2 separate regions of the Anas platyrhynchos genome follow, and region 2 is linked to region 1. A link is a contact called in public Hi-C data. All regions are on one chromosome and are shown on one strand. Each heading gives the region's core, a stretch centred on a gene start, on an enhancer-like site or on the middle of the called end of the contact. The rest is flanking DNA. Distances are from core to core; before and after follow the strand shown. Region 1 overlaps RRBP1 (ribosome binding protein 1). Region 2 holds the start of RRBP1 (ribosome binding protein 1).

Region 1 (4,988 bases), core at 2,407-4,906:
CAAGCCTGAACAATTCTATTAAATCTGCTTTCCTTTCGACATAGGTTGATTTAGAACTACCTTAGTTTCACTAACACACACTTGTAGCGGATCAGATGCTTCTAAGGCTTTTCCAAGTGCAGATTCTTCTATCAGAGCTCTCCAGCTATGGGTAGTACGACGAGAAGGAGCCACTTGAAAAATATTCCGAGATGAGAAGTGGTGTTCTCAGCCCCAGTCTTTGGTCACTTGGTCCATTTGTCCATAATTACTCTTGATTTAACTTAGTAGAACCAATCAGCCTGACTAATACGGCTCGATCTGGGCTTTTTGTCTGTTAGCTTCTTTAATTCTGTAGAAATGCATGGAAATATCACCTACTAGAAAGTTTGACCTGAAATGCCTTTTGTATGGGGGGGGAGGGGGGTAGAGAACATTCCTGTGCCAGCTACAGAGATCTGAAAAGCTTCCATGTTTCACCAGTGGTTGATTAAAGCTGTTTCCTTTGTGTAATGTGTACATGGGAGTTGCATAGAGTTTTCCTGTATGTCTGTAGAGAAGAAAAAAAAAAAAAAGAAAAAAAAACAAACCCTTAGCCTCCAGTGCGTTACTGTGCTGTGTTCTGTGCGTGCCAAACTCAAACAGCCTGAATCCTGAATCCACGGGGTTTTTTTCCACCTGGGTCGGTGGGGAGAAAGCACTTTGGTTTCTCCGCAGTCTTGGTGCCCTCCTTGGCCTCGTGCACCACCCTGTGCTGTTTGCTCCCTTAACCTAGAGGCAGGCGCTGTCTGTGTGCTCTGCCTTAGCACCCAGGGGTGGGAGCACAGGTTGCTGACGTGATCACCCGCAGCGAAGCTTTCTGGCTGTGAGGACGCTGGGCTGGGACCCGTGGGTGCTCCCAGTCCCTGCCTCAGACCTCGCCCAGGTGGGTCATCGTCCCCATAAAGCGCTTGTCCTCACCTCGGTGGCTGCAGCGCTGCTGTCTGTCCAAAGTCCGGGCTCAGATAAGAAACTGGGAGTGACGGGGTGGGAGTGGGGCCTGGGAAGGGAGCTCCCGGCCAGGAGACAACCAAAATCAGTGCCTTGAGCCTGCGGGGTCCTGCCAGGAGAGGTGGAAGCTGCTGGCTGCATGCAAGAGCCCTCCTGCACCACAAGGGGAAGCAGCAGCCCTGGGGCACCCAGCAGAGCCGCTGGTCTTTAAAAGATCAGCACAAAATGCGACAAAAAAACCCCGCGGTGCCACTCCAGGAGCTGAAACGGGGCTAAACATCTGGCCCCAGAGACACTTTTCCACCATCAGCTTTACCAAACATGACCAGCCCCTCTCTGCTGTCCAAAAATAGCTTCCTCGGTGCTGGCCTGAAGGAACAGCAACGTGTCCCTTGTGCTAAGGAGCCCGAATCTCCTTTCACGTGGTTTTTGGAGCCCCAGCGGTGCCCACCCAGCCCTGCAGTGCCTGCATCACCGTCCCATCCCCTGGTTTTGGCTGTGTTTGGGGGCGCAGTTCCTGCTCTCGTGAGCGTGCTCTGCTTTGCACAAGCAAGCCCCGTGAAGGAAGCGGCTGTTGCAAAAGCAAGAACTGAGCAAACCGAAGGGTTTCATCACATCGCGCTCACTGCTTTGGGGCCCAGCCCCCCACCTGCTCTCTGACCACCCCCAGCCCCTCAGCAGCTCCTTCCAGCTTCTGGGTTTCTTGGTAGGGTGGGTTTGCTTTTGTGGTTTTAATATTTTTTTTTTTTTTTTGGGGGGGTGGCAGCCACCCAAGGGGCTGAGGCCACCACCCTGCAGCAGGAGGCAGCCACCAGCTCCCCTCCAGCCATGTGCCTGAGCCCCATCACCCCCAAAGCCATTGCCCCACCCCAAAAATCCCCCCTCCAACACCCCAGAACCGGGCTGGGCAGCGCTCAGCCCCCAATTCCGTGTGGGAGCAGGAGGTGCAGGGCCAGCAGCGGCTCTGCTCCTGAGCTGCCCCCCTTGGGGGAAGGCAGCTTTGTGGTTTTCCTGCAGGAAGAGGCAGCGTTGCGCCACCCTGGGGAGGTGGAAGGGGCACCCCGCAGCTTTAGGGCCTCAGACAAGGCCCCAAAGGTTGTGGGACCCCAACCACTTTAATCACAGCTGGGGCACCATGGCTGCAGCTCTGCGCCTCCTTCGCTTGCACTGGAAGAAAAGCAGGGGCCAGCAGCTGCAGCACAGCAACAGAACAAAGCAGCCACCACTGGGCAAAGCAGGGTGCATTCTTCATACTTCAGTCGTCCCCAAGACATTCCTGGCACAGCAACTTCGAAAAGTGACCAGAAAAATAAAGCACAGGCTCTTCGCTACGACGTCATTTTAATTGCATCGACACTCAGAAAATACACAAAGGATACGCGCCGAGAGCCACCCGTCAGAGAGAGGCTTCCTTCCACTGGTGGGTCTTACTTTCACACTTCTCTCACTCCAAAAAAAAAAATAATATATATATATTTATATATATAAAATAATAATTGCACCGGTTGATGTACAAACACAGTCTTCCCTTTTCACACATTCGCGAGTTCTGCCGCTCCAGCAGGGTCGAGCCCCGGCACCTGCCCCAACGTGTCGGGAGCAGCACCCACGGGAACGAAGGGTTGTACAAAACAGTATGAAGGTTTTCCTACAGACATACACCTGCAGTGTTTACTGGTTGGTGGTGGTTTCTTTTTTTTTTTTTTCCTTTTTTTTTTTTTCTTAAAGTTTCAAAACTAGGTTTCGGGTCACTAATGGCTTGTATTTTATCTACAGTAAATTCAGCATATACTTTTTATTTTTAGGAATGTGTAAGGCATTTTGGTAAGTTGAAGGGTTAAGTTCTAAGTCACAGACTCATCAAACCGAAGTCCCTTCCTTTGAACTGTCCTCTTCCCCCTGCAGAAGAAACACAAGAGAGCTCAGTTACTCGGTGGGCTCTCGAGGTTAAGCAGCAAAGCATTTCGCAGCCTGGCCACATCTTCCCTCCTGGGCAGGGAAGGATCATGACCACCATCCAACGCAGTCCCAGGGGCTGCCAGAAGCCAGCCGGGTGGGTTGTGGCCGTGGGTGCCCCACTGCTCCCATTTTAAACCACCCCATTTCCCCGCCTGTATCAAGGGAAGGCCTGGTTGAGGCTGGTGCTGCCAGCAAGTACCGTTTCATGAAGCTGTTCTTTCAACTTCTTCACCGTTTCTCTCTCTTTGGCCAGTTGGTCCTGGGTGACCTTCAGTAGCTCCTGGAGTTTGGTTGCTGCTTGGCCCAAGTCCTTTGTTAGTTTTTTTTCTTTTTCAAGTCTTTCCTACACGGGAGTAAAAAGAAGCCATCTGCCTGAGCCTCCCCCTGCAGTCCAGGCTGCTCGCAGGGGACCCCCTCCCTCCAAAACACATCTGCACCTTCCTTGGGAACCATCTACCCTGCCCCACCATCCCCAGGAACCACAAATCACAACCACAGTCCTGCTGGGCAAAGGCTTTTTTGTGCCTGGTGCTGAGCCGAGGCAGCAGCCAGATCACCTTGAGATGCTGGGCCTCCTCCGTGCCTGACGCCGCTGCGTTTTCAGCCACTCTCAGCTTCTCCAGCTCCGCCTGCAAGCTGCGTGCCGAGCTCTGTGCCTGCAAGGGGGACGCACAACCTTTAACAACGCACCAGCCGGTGCCAGCGGGCTCCTCCTGCTCCCTGCCCCATGCAGCAGGGCCTGTGGCTGTCCCTCTGCTGTTGGTGGGTTACAGAGCCACCGTCAGGCAGCTGGCTGCACTGCCCCAGCGTTTTTTGGCCGCTCTCCAGAGGTGCTTTTTCGCAGCCCCAAGGTCCTCTACAGGGGCAAACCCTCGCTCCCCGCTTGCCCCCGGCACCCACCTCCTCCAGCTCCTGCACCAGCTTCTGCCTCAGCGCTTGCTCCTTCTCCACCAGCGCTTCGTTCTGCTCCAGCTGCGTTTTCAACTGCATGGAGAAGGGGAAAGTGTCCAGAAGAGAAAATAAAAATAATAATAATTTAAAAAAACAAAGGCCTAGACGAGGAGCTTCTTCCAGTACCAGGGAAGCTGGGCTACACAGAAGAAACAAAACCTGGAGCTTTGTCCAAGGCACTGAGGGGCAACGGGTACCATCATTGGCCTCTGTACAAAGCCGGGAGGATGCTGATGGTGAGCCCGGGGTTGGTTTTGCACTGCCAAATGGTGCTTGAATTTTTGGGCAGCACAAGCTGGGATTTGGACAAGAGGCACAACAGAGTGTTGGGCGTATCTGGCAGGTCCCCGTGCTGCGGCAGACGAGCAGCGCCCAGGAGAAGGCTCCACGGTTAACAGGATTAAAGGAGAGAGAGGCAGAGCCCAGCTTGGGGCGGCAGCTGCCACCGCCAAGAGGTGTTAGCCTGCGGGGAGCAGCCGCTGCTAATGCCTTCAGCCCGGCTCCGGCGAGATTTGCAGGGCCTCTGCCCCTGCGTGAGCTCCGTAATCCTAATCCCAGCCCCCGAGCAGGCTCGAGGCCGTGTAGCAACCCCAGCTGGAGGCAGCGCTCCCTGCCTGCCTCCCCAAAAACATCCCCAGCCTGCTGCTGGCACAGAGGGCTCCCGAGGGAACAGGTGAAGGAGCGGGATGTGTGTTTGGAGGGGCTCCACGAGCCTGGCACAGGCCAGGAGAGCAAAGCCTCGTGCAGTTGGCCATGCGGGACGGGGCGCGGGACTGCGAGCCACGGCCTCACCCCCCCTAACCTCGAAGGGCTCGGGATCGCTCGGCTCGGCTCGTGACCCCACGACTCCTCCATCCTGCACATGGCTCTTCATCTCACCCAGCTGCTGCCTGACCTGCAAGGAGGAGGAGCAGCGAGGCTGGCTCGGTTACACGCCCCCCAGCACGGCCCTACACAAGGAGCTATGGAGCAGTTTGGGCAGCCTTTGTGCCAGCACACAGGGAGAAATGGCCAGAAGAAACTGAACTCCCAGCTCACTGTGCTCTGAGCACCCCTGCAAACCAGGGATACCACCCAGGACTTTAAAAAATAAACCTCCTGACCCTCTG
Region 2 (4,846 bases), core at 1,074-3,573, 52 kb after region 1:
ATGTACTCGCAATGCATTTCCAAGTGCCTGGGACTCCGCCGCCCTCCCTGCAAAAAGTGACCTTGTGACGCCGCTGCCAAGTAAAACAGACCCACAGAACAGAGCACTAAAAGCCACTTAAGCTGACACATTTCACTGCGTTTGGGCTGGACACGGAGCAGCCACACCAGCAGCCACCACGTTTCCCCAGAAGAGCAGTAAAGCGCGGCCAAGGGACAGCCAGGCTGAAATCACAAACTCCTTTGGCCGCTTCCAGCAGCAGCAGATCGAGGCAGCGGGAGCCCCCGGACCGGGATTTTAGATCCAAGTTAAATGTCTGCCTGTGCTGCACGTACCCTGTGGGATGACAGGCCAGTCACCTTTTCCATGCTCTACGTGAATCCCCTCCCCTGCAAAAGGGGTCCTGTTCTGGCTGGTCTGTTCAAATTATAAGGCTGTCCCAGCAGGGGTTATTTTTAGCACGCAAGCACGAAAACCCAGCTGAGATGGACTCTGATCTCAGCTGGGCCTTCTCATCAGCTTCGTAATATAAAAAGTAAACAGAAAGCAAGGCTGAGCCCACGCCAGAGCTCAGCCACTGGGCGGTGTTTGATAGCAGATAAAGCACGTTTCCAGAAAGCAGGGGGCTGCAGGTCTAATGCCAGGACCAGGCAATGACCTGAGGGATTAAAACGGATCACCAGAGCTGGTGTTCATTCCCCGGTGACTAGTGAGCTGCAAATGGACACGTTTCAAAGCCAGTTCAGCTATTCCACTGTAACCAAGTGGTGACGCAGGTGTTTCTCAAGCGCACGAGCTGAAATAACTCCGAGCTGCTCGCTCAGATGCAGCAGCAAGTGCTGGGATAGCAGGAGAGCACTGAAAGCTACGCTCCAGAATGGGACCTCTGCAGAGCTCTCTGCTTCACAGCACAAGCAAGCAAGCTGTTCCTCCCCATCTTTTAAGAGAGGCTGCAGGTGCCAGAGGCTATTAATACCTACCAGGAGAATCTTCCCAGCTCCACATGTAGAGAAATTCACATTTGCTGCTATCAGAAGCGTAGCACAAAGCTACAAAGCTGCTGGAGGACAGGGCCTCAGATCAGAGCAGAGCACCCCTGAAGTGCATGGAATCAAGAAGAAACAGAATAGAGCAGAGAGGAGAGAGACTGAAAAAAATCAGGAGCATATTTAAAAAAAAAAAAAAACAACCACTAGTGGTGATAAACCTAATTAAAACATCAGTAATCGTCCCAAGACAACTCAGACTGCAGCTGAATTTCTCCCTCCAGCCAGGACCAGGGTGTTTCACAGTTTCTCAGGCTCGTGAAGCTAGTCACAGCTGCAGGACCACTGAGAGCATCACAAAACGGGCAATAACTTAGCACAGACAATCCATGCGCACAGCTTCTCTGGGCTTTCTGTATCCCAAAGGCACGGGAACTGTTCTCTTTGTGGTTCACCACCCTTAGCATGTGATGTGTCTCCCTAGAATCATTAGTACTTGCATAAATCATACTAAAACAGCTCATTTTCTTAGCACACTTGACCCTTAATCGTACCCTTTCTGTGGCTACAGAGTGCTGTTTTATTGAATTCCTCATTTCTTGCACTGCTTGAAATAGCAATCTCCTGCAACAGGACACATTTATCAGCTTATCACACTTGACCAGGCTGGTTCCCACCTGCAGTTTTCCAGTGCCCAGATGCTGCCTACACCCTGGGCACAATTGACACCTCTTTCACCCATCCCCCAAACACTCTCATTTTAATGTCTCACCCGCTGCGAACTCACCGTACCAAGACCATGGCCTTCTGCATCCAGATATCTTCTGGGTTAAAAAAAAAAAAAAAAAGGAAAAGCCAGACTCCAAACTTACCATGCGTGGAAGGGAGCACTGTATCCTACAACACCCCGTGTAGCCCAGAAGCTGCACGCCAGCAGAAGCACCCTCCCTCAGAGGGCAGTTTCTCTGTGCTATCTCCTACCTCCAGTGGTAGGTAATACCAGTGACTGCCTCTGTCAAAATCAGAGCTGGATGTTTAACAAGCCTGAGTAAACTTCATCAAACGTTAGCATTCCCTCTGACTTTACACGAAAAGCCACGTACCACAATAACCATGACAATGCTGAAGCTTGCAGATGGGCTTTGGTGAAGAAGCACAACTCCAAGAGCAGTGACGAGGCTGTAAACGTAAACTGCTTCACAGCTGCGATGGGTAAGAGTACAGTCAGCAGTCACGACTGTTCACACATGCAGACAACTTCCTAAATACCAACATCAGTCTAGCTGTCAGGTAAGGAACCAGGGTACGCAGCATCTTTCCAGTATTTCACCACAGCTCAGACTGAAAGCAAACGTGGTGCTAGTGGCTACCAGCAGCTGTCCCAGGCTGCCACCCACTGGCCTCCAGGAACATGATCCGTGCTGTGAGCAGTATTTTCCTAGTCAACTTGCTTCAGACGCTGAAGCTGATTGTGATGCACTCTACTGGCACAGCTAACACAAAGCAGCTGCCTTTAAAGCAACAGCGATATTGACAAAGGCTACTGCATAGCTGGATTCCTGGGGTTACTGTGATTTAACTAACTACAACATCAGTGTTGTATATTCCTCAGATTCAGCATAAATACTGATACAATCCATACGCTCCTTGCTACTGACTTCAATTTACAAAGATGACCCAACTACTGCAGCTAGTTTCAGGAAGATCCACCATATAAACAGCATGTTACTGCCAAGCACGACAAGCAAGGAGATACTACTTCTCCTATAGCATGTGAAATAGTTATAGAAGGGAAAGAAGCAACCACAGCTTCTGTGAGCCACAGCAGAGCAGAAGTTCATTGTGGCACAGCTGGCATACCAACAAAGCCCAGCATCTCCAGCCTGCTCTCTGACTGAAGCAGCCAAAGTGAGTGCAAAAGGCTGTGTACAGTTTTAGAAAAAGTTAAAGCTTTGCCAGCATGAACTGTCCAGCTTGGGAGGAATAATTAACCAGGACAAGTGGTTTATCCTTGTCATATGCAGTGTAGTGCCTGTGCAATGGTACCTACCAACCCTACCTATAAAGGGCCAGATGTCCACAAGCAGCATGCTTTTGTAACTGCTGCTGTAAGTGAGCTATTTGGGTAGGGGTTGAACACGAATGCCAGAAATCTCATCAACCATAAGCTGAAACTGTTCCTGCCAAATGAAGTTAAAAGGTGACAGAGTTCAGGTATTTCTCATCTAGACCACTGCAGGATGTTGTGGCTACCAAGAGCTGCACAGTTTCCATAGGGGTTCAATTAAAGAAATAGGTTATGGAAAAGTAAACTACTGATCAATTTTTATAGATACTGCTGCTGAGCAGCCCCTTCTCAGAGCTTCTCTTACTGAAGCTGCTTCAGGCAGCCTGCTCAGGGTGTAGCTACACAGCCTACTTCGTGCATAAGGGGAAGGTCAGATGTAAGAAATTTTAGACATTAGTAATAAAATGCTCAGATACTCTGTTTGCTCCACAGAAAGCCGCCTCAGGAAGGGTAGAGCTTGCTGACCCATCTCCATATATGCCATATGACAGCCAAAATGTAGCAAAGTGACCTTGGAATTTATAGGCCAAGCTGCCTAAACTATGGCCATGTAAGCTTAGCATGGCCAGCCATGCAAAACGAGGGTGAGCTTACATAGACTTCAAAACTGCAAGAACAGCCCTTGCCAACAGGAGGTATCAAGATGGATAAGCATGAACTGCTTTAACATAGCCTGAAGGAATCCAAGCCATGTAGACACTGTTCTGTTCTAGAAAGGCTTAGTTTTCTTGGCATATAGCATAGAGGAATTAGAAGTCTGAGAGCTACTCAGACAGCAGCGTGACCTGAAGTCCCCACATATCATGTCAACACTCCTTCTGAAAGCAATCCTACCAAGTCAACTGTATATAATCTCTAGTGCTCTCAGTGAAGAGCTCCAGGTGATGAGTAATGGGGTAATTGGTAATTCTGCACTTGAAGCCCGTTTGTGTGGGATGTAAAGTGACAGTCCTGCCACAGCACAACAGCTTGTTTTTATCAGACATCTTTATTTGCTGTATCATCCAAGTGTACAAATACTGAATGTGTTTATAGAAATTCAAAATATACTGTAGTAGAAATCTGTCTGGGAAGTGGAATGTTAAGATATTTACTTTATAAAATTACTACACAAGCCATTCCCACTTGCAAGTTTCAAATATATCAGGGCTATGATGACAGATCACTTTATGATGCTGAAACAAAAAGTTCTTCTCAGAAAACATTTTCTGGTAAAGAGTCAGTCAACATCAAATTGATTTCTTACATTTGACTCATTTTGAGTTATCAGCCAACAGGATGTTAGCTACATCCAGACAATTCATACGCATTTCAGCTCTCATTTATACCAACTCAATGCATCACTATCAATATATTTAGGTATTAGTCATAATCTCAGTGACAATATTTATTTTAAGCTAATGAAATTAAGCCAATAAGTTCCCCTTGGCCATTGAGTGCAACTGATGCTTTTTCTTCACATTTTCAGAGTAAGGCGCCTTAGTTCTTGAACAAGTCAATACAGCTTTGCAGGAGAGACACATTGTTCTGGAAAGGAAGAGAATTAGTTTCAGATGAGTATGACTGATTGTTTAAATCCTGCCTTCCACAATGAAGGAGCTTTCAAAATAGTAGGTCCATCCCAGGATTTTGTAGATTGTCACAGTGCTAAGAGATTACATTGCAGGAACAAGTACTCAGGCAATGTGTCAAACAGATCAGTCTGCTATCTGCCCCTCCCTGCAGGCCTGCAACTGTGACTTCGTGGGAAGAGAGGAGCAGGAGACTAGGAAAGCAGTAAACTTCAGTGGGC

The links. A called contact is a pair of places that touch in the nucleus more often than the background predicts.
Region 2: a contact with region 1 is called in a Hi-C map of subcutaneous adipose tissue, with 2.9 times the contacts expected there. The contact joins the promoter of RRBP1 here to the enhancer-like site in region 1. A contact is called at or near these places in 5 of 8 Hi-C or Micro-C datasets (F1 follicle, F5 follicle, skeletal muscle and 2 more).

Annotation. Positions count from the first base shown.
Region 1 is chr3:15,863,250-15,868,237 of IASCAAS_PekinDuck_T2T, forward strand. RRBP1 (ribosome binding protein 1) reads right to left here. Exons shown (of 24, transcript XM_072035404.1): 20 at 4,682-4,774; 21 at 3,829-3,912; 22 at 3,486-3,584; 23 at 3,128-3,271; 24 at 2,294-2,868. The coding sequence ends at 2,830. Among named protein-coding and RNA genes, the nearest start is that of DSTN, 12 kb to the left of the region's middle. Within about 2 kb of position 3,657, at least 3 of the 8 cell types and tissues checked have an H3K27ac peak or open chromatin away from gene starts, as enhancers often do. A contact at or near this core is called in F1 follicle and subcutaneous adipose tissue, where this site is marked.
Region 2 is chr3:15,916,629-15,921,474 of IASCAAS_PekinDuck_T2T, forward strand. RRBP1 (ribosome binding protein 1) reads right to left here and starts at 2,324. Exons shown (of 24, transcript XM_072035404.1): 1 at 2,090-2,324. SNX5 (sorting nexin 5) reads right to left here. Exons shown (of 13, transcript XM_027453556.3): 13 at 4,024-4,581. The coding sequence ends at 4,534.